Regions from separate parts of the Mus musculus genome. Here regions 1 and 2 are each linked to region 3. The links are chromatin contacts, called in public Hi-C and HiCAR-type maps. All regions are on one chromosome and are shown on one strand. The core of a region is the stretch at or near the end of the contact, and the rest is flanking DNA. Distances in the headings are between cores, read along the strand shown.

What was found. Hi-C and Micro-C count contacts between places; a contact is called where the count stands out from the background. HiCAR-type assays count read pairs that join an accessible place to other places.
Region 1: a contact with region 3 is called in a HiCAR-type map of fibro-adipogenic progenitors, with 9 times the contacts expected there. The contact joins the enhancer-like site here to the promoter of Acoxl in region 3. A contact is called at or near these places in 13 of 39 promoter capture datasets (the 3T3-L1 cell line, 3T3-L1-derived adipocytes, the C10 cell line and 8 more), 1 of 484 Hi-C or Micro-C datasets (bone marrow-derived macrophages), 2 of 115 datasets of contacts at active chromatin or transcription factors (embryonic stem cells and fibro-adipogenic progenitors) and 1 of 9 other capture datasets (macrophages).
Region 2: a Hi-C map of bone marrow-derived macrophages shows a contact between it and region 3, with 29 read pairs. The contact joins the promoter of Spdye4c here to the promoter of Acoxl in region 3. A contact is called at or near these places in 19 of 39 promoter capture datasets (the 3T3-L1 cell line, 3T3-L1-derived adipocytes, the C10 cell line and 13 more), 3 of 484 Hi-C or Micro-C datasets (the CH12 cell line, bone marrow-derived macrophages and nephron progenitors) and 3 of 9 other capture datasets (adipose tissue, embryonic stem cells and liver).

What each region holds. Positions count from the first base shown.
Region 1 is chr2:128,515,174-128,518,618 of GRCm38.p6, reverse strand. The region is part of intron 1 of Gm39928 (a long non-coding RNA gene); the gene reads left to right. Among named protein-coding and RNA genes, the nearest start is that of Gm39927, 5.0 kb to the left of the region's middle. Within about 2 kb of position 1,693, at least 8 of the 459 cell types and tissues checked have an H3K27ac peak or open chromatin away from gene starts, as enhancers often do. A contact at or near this core is called in fibro-adipogenic progenitors, where this site is marked.
Region 2 is chr2:128,590,855-128,593,971 of GRCm38.p6, reverse strand. Spdye4c (speedy/RINGO cell cycle regulator family, member E4C) reads right to left here and starts at 1,631. Exons shown (of 9, transcript NM_001310641.1): 1 at 1,541-1,631; 2 at 1,269-1,376; 3 at 971-1,087; 4 at 19-135. The coding sequence starts at 1,631. It overlaps Gm36203 (a long non-coding RNA gene), which reads left to right and starts at 2,059. Exons shown (of 9, transcript XR_866725.3): 1 at 2,059-2,871.
Region 3 is chr2:127,852,989-127,856,411 of GRCm38.p6, reverse strand. It overlaps Acoxl (acyl-Coenzyme A oxidase-like), which reads right to left and starts at 1,784. Exons shown (of 18, transcript NM_028765.3): 1 at 1,426-1,784. The coding sequence starts at 1,578.

The DNA of each region.
Region 1 (3,445 bases), core at 444-2,943, 660 kb before region 3:
TCCTGTGTCCCATCAAGCACTTGCTCTGGTGCACTTGGCCTCTACAGAAGCAAGCTGCAGGAACCTGAATGCAGAAACTGAAGCCGTGAAGGGGTGCTGCTTCCTGGCTTGCTCCTCATGGCTTGCCCAGCCTGCTTCCCTATGCATCCCAGGACCATCTGCTCAGGGTGGCACCACACATAGGCTGCTTTCTCTCACATCAGCCATCAGTTAAGAGAAGAGTGCCCACTGATTTGCCTATGGGCCGATCTGCTGTCGACAGTTCCTCAATTGAGATGCTCTCTTCTCAGGACTTTCTAGGTTTATGTCAAGTTGACAAAAAACCCAAACAGCAGAGCAAAGGAATGTCACAGGGGAGGCCCCCAGATCACAGCAGTAGAGAAGGGAAAGGTTGGAGGCCTACCCTTCTGCTCTTTCCCAGGTCATATTCAAAGCCACTGATGCTTTTCAAAAGTCTGAGGCCAGAGTACATGCTGAACAGAAGGGGGAATGGGTCTGATCCACAGCTGAAAGGAAAGGGGCAAGGAGATGAAGCTCAGTTGGTAGAGTGCTTATCCAGAAGCCCTGGGTTTTAGCTCTAGCACTGCATAAACTCCCAGTGGTGGGACATGTATGTCTTATGTCTTAATTCCAACACTTGGAACCTGGAAGTACAGGATCAAGAGTTTGAGGGCATTTCTGTCTTCAAAGTGAGTTCAAGGTCAGCCTATGATAAAGGAGGCTCTGTTTTTAAAAGAACAGAAAAGAGAAAAGGTTGTCCCTGCTTGTCATGAAGGGTTCATGAAGAACAGGAGGCATCCTCACCCTTAGAACCATCCTACTAAATTCTTGTTGCTAGGAGATGGACACAGACAGAGAGCATGGCAGAGCTCTTCTAGAGAGCTTCTTCTAGAGAGTCTGCCAGCCAAGAGTGCACCGAGGCTGTCCCTGCTGTCAGGTCCAGGGGACCTGAAGTCCATTCTGATCCTGTGTAAAGTCTGTGGTCACTAGCAACTGAGCGTTGGAGGCTCCATTGTGTAAGAAAGAAATGTAAGCCAGAGGTAACCCAGAAAGTGGCTTTTCTATTGCTGAGGGGCAGCCACATGGACATCTAAGTTTTCAAGTATCAATCAACACAGAGGGAGGAGACTCAGGTACTGGCGGTGAGAGAGCATGGCTTCAACTGAGACTTCCAGGGCTCCCCAGGCTGCCTGGAGCTTCCGGGGGAAGAAGAGCCCAAGAGGGAGTCAGAGAGTCAGCTGAAGTTATCTGAGGGTGCAGTCAGACTGCAGTTGGGCCCAGAATGCATTGCAGGTTCCTCCAGCTACTGACTTTGATTCAAAGCTTGTTCCACGTAAACACGAGATGCAGATCTCAGGCCCCAAACAGAAGGCTTTTCTCCAGTGAAGCCAAATGAAGCTTAGAAATGACTGTCCTCCAAAAGGATGCTTCTATCCTTCCTTCAGTCATTCTGCCCAGCAGTGGAGAACATCCCCAGCCCTGCCCGACCCAGCAGGGGCCTCAAACCAATCACATCTGCCTGCAAAGCCCTGTCTTCGGCCCTGTGGTTTGTGAGGAGGATGCAAGTATCACGAGTTGCAGAACTTCTGAGAACCATAACGTTTAGTGTTGAGGTGGGCCCGGCTCAGGCTCTTCACCTGCGGGGCTGGCAGTGTGGGGCAATGGCTGAGGCGGCACATCTAGTGGCTGGTGCTGACTCTGCCAAAGGGTTGCAGGGAGAGCCCCAGCTGAAATCACTGTGCTAGTTACGAACCCTCACCATCTTGGGGGAACCACCCGCCCTCGAGGTACAAAATGGGAATCCCAGTGCTGTTTATTTTGGCAGCTGGGTGAGGGGGTCACTGAACTTGCACACTGCCAGGAAAACCATAGTCCTGATTCTATTTTTATTAGTGGTTTCAATGTCTTTTCACCAAAATGGTGATTTATTCCTACTTGTGAATCTGTGAATAGACTGAACAAACATTTTCCAGGCCCATACTGTGTACTCTAAAATCAGACCAAAGTCATATGCTAGATCCTGGCATGCCAAGTCTCCATATTGAAGCTGCGTTGAAGAGATGGCAATGGGACCTCAGAGAAGAGAAAGTATCAGGGAAGGAGGCTGGGGAGAGTGCTCCTTGTGGCCAAGGACAGGTCATCAGGCTTGAAAACAGAAAAGAGTTCTGAGCTCCAGTTATATAAACTCCCATGACTGTCAGAGCGAAACCGAGTTGCGGTCCATGGGTGGTGTGATCCATAGAGAGAGCCCTGGACATACTGGTCTCTGCTTCCAGCCCCAGCTGTGCCATGTGACTGAACACCCATGGACAACTCACTTCCAATCTTGGGCCTTGGTATCCTCCTCATCAGATGGGAGAATTCAAGCAGATGGCATTTCCTCATTGTCTCCAGCAGGTCCTATCTGTAGTCTTATTACCACCAACAACATTGCTTACTGAAGGCCCTACTGGAGCATGCTCCAAACACCACGTCATTCCCCATTCCTTAGACAATAGAACATTTAATTTTCTCATCGTCCGATGAGTTGAGCCAGCTGGGTCTCAGGATGGTCAGGCATCTGATGAGGTACAGTTCATTGAGCTAACTTTGCCAGCCTTAACAGTGAGATCATTAGTAGACAGGAGCTGAGGCAGGGGCATGGAACATCAGGACCTGTTGCTTGGAATACGGCCGGATGGAACCAGCCTGAAAGATTTAATCAGATAGAAACACAGAGGTAGCCGGGCAGGGAGCCAGGAGATGGCTTTTTGCACTCAAGCGTTGAGGACACCCCTCCCTACTTTGTGAGCTCTATGAGGAATCATCAGCCTCTTCAGTTCCTGTTTCATTGTCTATATTGTGGGTCACTTAATAGTGTTGGTCTTACAAGGTATCCAAAGGACCAGGTAAAATAGCTTATGGAAACACAACACAGGAATGTACAGAATAAAAACTTCTTCATATGTGCATGATGTTGTTTCTGAGGTCTCGAGTTTCTCCTATTTAAAAAGGAAGATGGCCATAGCTATTTCTGCTCTGGAAAGAAAATGAAACAGGGCAATGTGTGTGAAAGTAATTTGGAAATGTAAACACGCAGTGCAGTATTATTGTTGGCAGTCTCTGCTGGGCTCTCGCTGGGCAGGTGGAGGGAACATTAAGGACATGGGGGATTTTATGTGTTGAGTTAAGAGAACAAGATAAAGACTCACATGGTCACAAAGGGAAAAAAGTGGTCTTAAATAAACCTGTTTTCCCCACTAGATTTGTGGAAAGAACATAAAATCCCCCCCCCCATTATTGGCCTTTTGTTTAATGAAAGAAGGGAAAACTCAATTTAAAAAGCTGGCTAACCACACCAGCAATGTGTGGGTAGCTTTAGCGAGCCGACTGGAGGGAAGCATTTTGGAGGTTCCTTGTCTTCATAGTTGATTACTGAATAATGCTAATCTTGGGTAATCTATTA
Region 2 (3,117 bases), core at 382-2,881, 740 kb before region 3:
ACAAGAATGGACATATACCTGCTTTGACATCCACAAGTGTCCTTGTCTTGTGAGCCCTCTTCCTTTTGGTTCGCTGCACAGGGACATCCCCTGCCGAGGCATCACTGGAGGCAAGAGTGACACAGACTTCTGGATCTGCAGGAAGAGACCTCACATGACCACAAGAAGACAACCTGGACATGGTTGGGTTCTTCCCTTCTCAGAATTCCATGTGACATCTAGAAACATCTGGCAGAAATTGCTTTCACTTATCTACACATTAGAGTAGACATTGAGTTACAATGAAATATTTTATCAAGCTCCAGCTGTTCTCTGGTACCTCTTTCTGTGGATCATTCTGCCTGTAAGACACCCCAGGGAGATAAATGAATTTGCTGATCTTTTATCTACAATTGCTACAAAAGTGAAGAATAAAGTTGATGTCCTAGATCATCAGGACACCCCTTGCTCTGGCCTTGTAAAACTTGATTTAGAAGAGTTTGGGAAGAGGGAGGAACTAGGCACAGTGGTATGCTATTTCAAGTTGCATTTATACTTGGACAAGAATGTCAAGGGGCCTATGCCGGGGCCTAGCAAACACAGAAGTGGATGCTCACAGTCAGCTATTGGATGGATCACAGGGCTCCCAATGGAGGAGCTAGAGAAAGTACCCAAGGAGCTAAAGGGATCTGCAACCCTATAGATGGAACAACATTATGAACTAACCAGTACCCCCGAGCTCTTGACTCTAGCTGCATATGTATCAAAAGATGGCCTAGTCGGCCATCACTGGAAAGAGAGGCCCATTGGACACACAAACTGTATATGCCCCAGTACAGGGGAACGCCAGGGCCAAAAAACTGGGAATGGGTGGGTAGGGAAGTGGGGGGGAGGGTATGGGGGACTTTTGAGATAGCATTGGAAATGTAATTGAGGAAAATATGTAATAAAAATATTAAAAAAAAAAGAATGTCAAGGGGCAGACACCTACCCATCTTGATATTGTCCAGTTTTCTTTTTCTTTGGCCCTTTTTCCTCTTGGATCTCTGCTCAGGGACATCCCCTGCAGAGCCATCACTGGAAGCCAGAATACTGGTGACCTGTGGAGCTGCAGGAACAGAAGACCCCACGTGACCATGAGAGGCACCCACTTGGCCAATGCTGGGCTCTCCCCTTCTCAAGCCTAGTGAGGAATTTACATGTAACACCTGAAGACAGCAAGAGGAATGCTTCCCCCACCAGGTATATGCTTATCTACAAAGGTGGCTTCGAGCTGAGTTCCTACGCACCTTTTTTTGCCAAGCAAACACTGTCCGCTGGCACCTGTTTCCCTGAATCATTCTGCTTGCAGGACTCCTTTGAGGAGACAGGTGACATCTCGGATCTTCTGTCTGAAGCTACAAAAAGTGAACAAGAAGTGACCTCCTGGCTCAGCAGGACAGCCCTTGCCATGCCCTTGCAGAACTTGACTCAGAATGGTTGGGGAAGAGGGAGGGGCTGTACTGTCCCACCCTGCATTCTTCTGGGGACCAGGGGCGAAAGCGCCAAGGGTGACACACACCTATCGTTGCTTTCACAGGCACTTTTTTCTTTTGACCTTTCGTTGGCTTCTGAAGCCGTGGTGTGGTATCTGAGGCAACTGGTGTGGACATGATGGAATCCTGTTGTCTTTGGTTTCCCAACCAAGGAGACAGCCCCGCTTGATTCCAACTCCAGGCTATCTCTGTGTAGTCTTCTTTTACTAAAACAAAAGAAAAATAAAAAGTTGCAGTGGTTAAATAGTTAATGGTGGCTGAAAGTTTTTTTTTTTCTTCTTTTGAGGTAATGGGACTTGAATGTAGGACTTCACACATGCAGGGAAGCACTTCACCATGGAGCTCCATGCCATCATTCCTGATTATTTTTTGTAATTAAAAAAAATCTATTTATTTTATGGATGAGTGCTTTATCTGCATATACACCTGTGTGCCAGAAGAGGGCATCAGATTCCTTTATAGATGGTTGTGAATCACCATGTGGTTGCTGGGAATTGAACTCAGGACCTCTGAGTGCTCTTAACCACCGAGCCATCTCTCCAGCCGCTGTTTTTGATTCGTTATGAAACTAGAATTTAATCTGTGCATAAAGAATACCTCATGTAGTCCTTGTAATCTGTGAAGAACTGTAATCCACCTGCTTTACACATGAGAAGGTGGACTTGTGTAGAGTGTGTCCCCTGACTGTGGCTAGGCCACCGTGGGTTTGCCAATGGGAAGAATGGCTATTGCCAGTCATGTTTCCAGTTGGGTCAGTATGGATGATTTTACACACCTGTTTTCTTTGATATTACCTCTTTATATGTCTATGAGCCATTATAAATTCACAGGCAATTAAATCTTGTTAAAAATACAGCCCAAGTAGCCCACACTGTCCTCCTTGTGGCTCCTTCTCAAGGGCAGTCATTGGTGGACAAGATTCCTCTTGACTGTCCCCCTCCCTGTTTTCACTCTTTCCCCTTTATCTCACATTACCTTTTGTTTTGTTTCCCCTAATCTAAAACCTGATTCTGTTCCCACTGTATCACCAGTTGTCCATCCTGAGACTCCAGTGGATCCCTGACATACGCCAAGACTCTCTCTCTGAAGAAACACAGCGCAGCGCCTGATACTCAGCCTAGCACAGCATTGGGTGACGCCCGTGTGAGCACCTGCTCTGGTCTCTCAAGCTCTAGTCCTTCCAGGCACATTCAGAGTGTACCCAGAGCTCTGTCTCACAACTGTGAGGAGGGCGGTGATAGTAGCTAAATGGGCTCAAACATTCTGAAGGTCCTGTTGACATCACACCATTCCGTCAGAACCTGCTCTCTAGTCTGTTAAAGAAATGCACCCGAGGAACAGGCCATGGGCATCCAGGGTAAAAAAGATGCATGCCTGTCCCCTCTGGACAATCAAGTGATCTTCTCTTGTCTCCCTGATAAATTCTTTTTGGGCTTCACCTTGTACCTAAATCACACTGTCTAAGAATACAAATGAAACTGTGTTCCTGAAAGGGTAGATTCAGAGCACACAAGCATTGACCCCTTCATCCATAGTACAAAGCTGTGCACACAGTTTACTTTGCTGTTTGGGTTTGATTCCTATCAGAATACAATCAAATCAT
Region 3 (3,423 bases), core at 535-3,034:
TGTCGTTAATAGACAGCCATTGTTGGACTAGCTGGAGCGCACCCTGTAAGCCATTCTGATGAACCCCTTATATACAGAGACATCCATTCTACCAGTTCTGTCCCTCTAGAGAGAGCCCTGACTAATACAGGAGCAGAGTCTTCAAAGTCTAATCACCTATACTAGAAGCCCCGCCTCTCAAAATGACTGTGGTGGACCTTAACTTTCAACACAGACATTTGGAGGGATACATTCAAAAAAAAAAAAAATCATTCGCTGGGCAGTGGTGGAGCACACCTTTAATCCCAGCACTTGAGAGGCAGAGGCAAACGGATTTCTGAGCTCAAGGCCAGCCTGGTCTACAGAGTGAGTTCCAGGATAGCCAGGGCTACACAGAGAAAACCTGTCTCAAAAAAAAAAAAAAAAGAAAGAAAGAAAGAAAGAAAGAAAAGAAAAAGGAAAAGGAAAGAAAGAAAGAGAATGAAAAGAGAAAGAAAAAAGAGAGAGAGAAAGAAAAAGAAAGAAAGAGAGAGGGAGGGAGGGAGGGAAGGAAGGAAGGAAGAAAGAAAGAAAGAAAGGAAGGAAGGAAGGAAGGAAGGAAGGAAGGAAGGAGAAAGAGAGAGAAAGAAAGAAATCGCCCTTGGTGTACAAAAATTTTACATTGTAAGCCAGGCATGATAGTGCATGTTTTAATCCCAGTACTCTGGAGGCAGATCTCTATGAGTTCAAAGCCAACCTGGTCTATGTAGAGAGTTCTGGGCCAACCAGGGCTACACAATGAAGCTTGTCTCAAAAGAAAAAAAAAAAAAAGGAAGAAAGGAAGGAAGGAAAGAAAGAAAAAAGAAATAAAAAAGAAAAAAAGAAGAAAAAAGAACAAAGGAAAGAAAAATGTGTTTCTTAGTATTTTGTCATTTCATGCTTATTTTATAATTAAAAATTTCAATTTTCTTTTGATTGTGCATTTTAACATAGAAAGACATATTGATCTTACCTGCAACTTTACTGAATTTACTAGTCCTAACATATTTTTGTGCAATTATGATGATTTTCAACGATAAGAGCATGGCATCATAAAGACAATTTCATCTTCTTTCTCTCCAACTTTTTATGTCTGATTTTTACTCACAGAGTCTGTCACTGCCTGATGTACCATAAACGTATATGTGTTTTACTATGCAGTGTGTCCTCCTGTATTAAACTATAAGCTCCACAAATACCTGCTTTACTTTCTGTCCCTTGGTGTCTAGCTCATTGTTGGAGCCAGTAAATAACTGTGAAGTGAGTGAGTCACCTCACCTGCCATACTGAAGGGACTTAACAAATGGTAGCAAGTAGTAATTGTTGTTACCTTTTACACAACACTTGACTGTAAAAGTAGTAATTAAGTTTTCAAATAAAAAGATCTTATTTATAAAAAATGGTCACAGTATCAAGAAATAAACAAACCATGATTCCAGCTGCTCTGGAGTCCCTTGGCAGACAACACACTCCCTGGCAGGCTCTCTGAAGAAATCCCTGTGGTCCCCGCAGATGACAGCACACTTTGGATGCCAATCTATACAGAGGGACTTCTATAAACAGTCCACTCCATCCTGTCATCTCTGCTCAACTCTTCCACAGGATCCCATGGGGCCAGGGCTGGCCTGGCCAAGTGGCCAGCATCCAAGTGCATGGGGCTGGAGCTGGGACAAAGACTCCTGCCAAAAGCAGCACACAGACCAAGATCCAGGGTAGCCTGTCACAGCCTGCTAGGAAAAGCCAGGGTTCCAGGACAAACAGAAGCCAGAGGGCCCAAGCCCAAAGAGGAAAGGTCTCAGAGAAAGAAAGTCAGAGCAAGCACAGGGATGGGTGGGAGGAGGCTTCTCTGTCATGATCCTTAGGACCAATAGGGACTGGGTTGGTGTTGAGGCCTAAACAGGACAGAATTTCATGAAGAACCAATGACAGACTCACTTCTTTGGCTTCTTGACATAGTCCCTGCTCAGCTAGAGTTTTGCAATGCACTCATGACTTCCGGGGGGTGGGGGGTCGGGGGGGGGGGGGAAGAAGTCTAACATCTTAGGGGTTATCAGGAAAGTAACCGGTTTCCTCATTCTCAAGCACCTTCAGAAGTGAGGCAATCTGACCTTAGAATATCATTCCATCTTAGAGCTAATCACCAGTCTCTCTAATGTAAAACACCCAAAACTAAAACTAATTTAAAAAAAATATATAGTTAGAGTAAATACAACGATCAGGCCATAGGTTGTCTGCCAATTCCCACCAGGCAGCTAAGAGTGGGCTTCCCGGAACCTGTGGATGATTTAAACCAGTGTTGTTCAGACTTCAAGGTCCCTAAGCCCCTTTACACTTAAAAACTACTGAGGGACCAACGAGATGGCTCAGTGGGTAAAGGTGCTTGCCACTAAGCCTGATGACCAGACTTCGAGCCTTAGGACCCACATGGAAGACGAAAAGAACCCACTCTCACAAGGTGCCCCTGACCTCCACATGCATGCTGTGGCATATGTGTGTCCATACACATACACACAAAAAAACAAACACATAAGTAAATAAATAAATATAAAAAGAAAAAAAAAACTGTGAAACTGCCGAGGAGCTTTCCTTGTGGTTCTATTTAGCAATTTACCATATTGGTAATTAAAACAGAGAAATCTGGTACTTTAGTCATTGTAAATAATAATAAACTCATAAAGTAATAGTTTCATGAAAATACACACAATTTCCAAAATCCAAAAAGGAGATAAAAAATAAAATAAGTTAGACAAATAGAGTTATCTTACATTTTACAAATTGTTTGAATATCTAGCCTAATTAAAGACACCTTGGCTTTCAGCTTTGCCTTTGCTGTGAGGTGCCCTTTGGGTTAGTTTGTCACAAAAGTCCTGCATCACACACACAGAAAACCAGGCATTTATTTTTCAGGTGGCACCTGCAAACATCTCAGAGATATCCAGGGATTGTCAGACCACACTCAAGGACCACTGGGCTAGGCCATGTTCCTGCTACCAATGCCTGCCCATGCAAATTATTAGGATGATGATAACACAGGGGATTGTGGGTAATTTTCTTTCAGTCTCAGGGGGCATAGTGTAGGTGAGCAGGAGCTGTGGGTTGCTATTTCATTATTCAAGAATTTGTTCCCAGACAGCCCCATAAATGGTCAAGAGTAGTCTGACCCCAACTGGGAGAAGAAAGTGTTGAGTTAGGATGTTCCTATGAGCCAGCTGTAAGCCATGATTGGGAAAGAGACCAACTGATGAATGGGAACCATTTGGGAGGAGACTACAAGGGTCCTGAGAAGGGAGCACGGTGTAGCAGTGTTAAACCCCAGATGCACTCTGAATCGTGGTGGACTTTAATGCTAATTTCACTGGTCTAGGCAAAAGTCTAGACAAAATAATTTTTAATTGAAAATATATTTTTCCATATAATATTCTGATT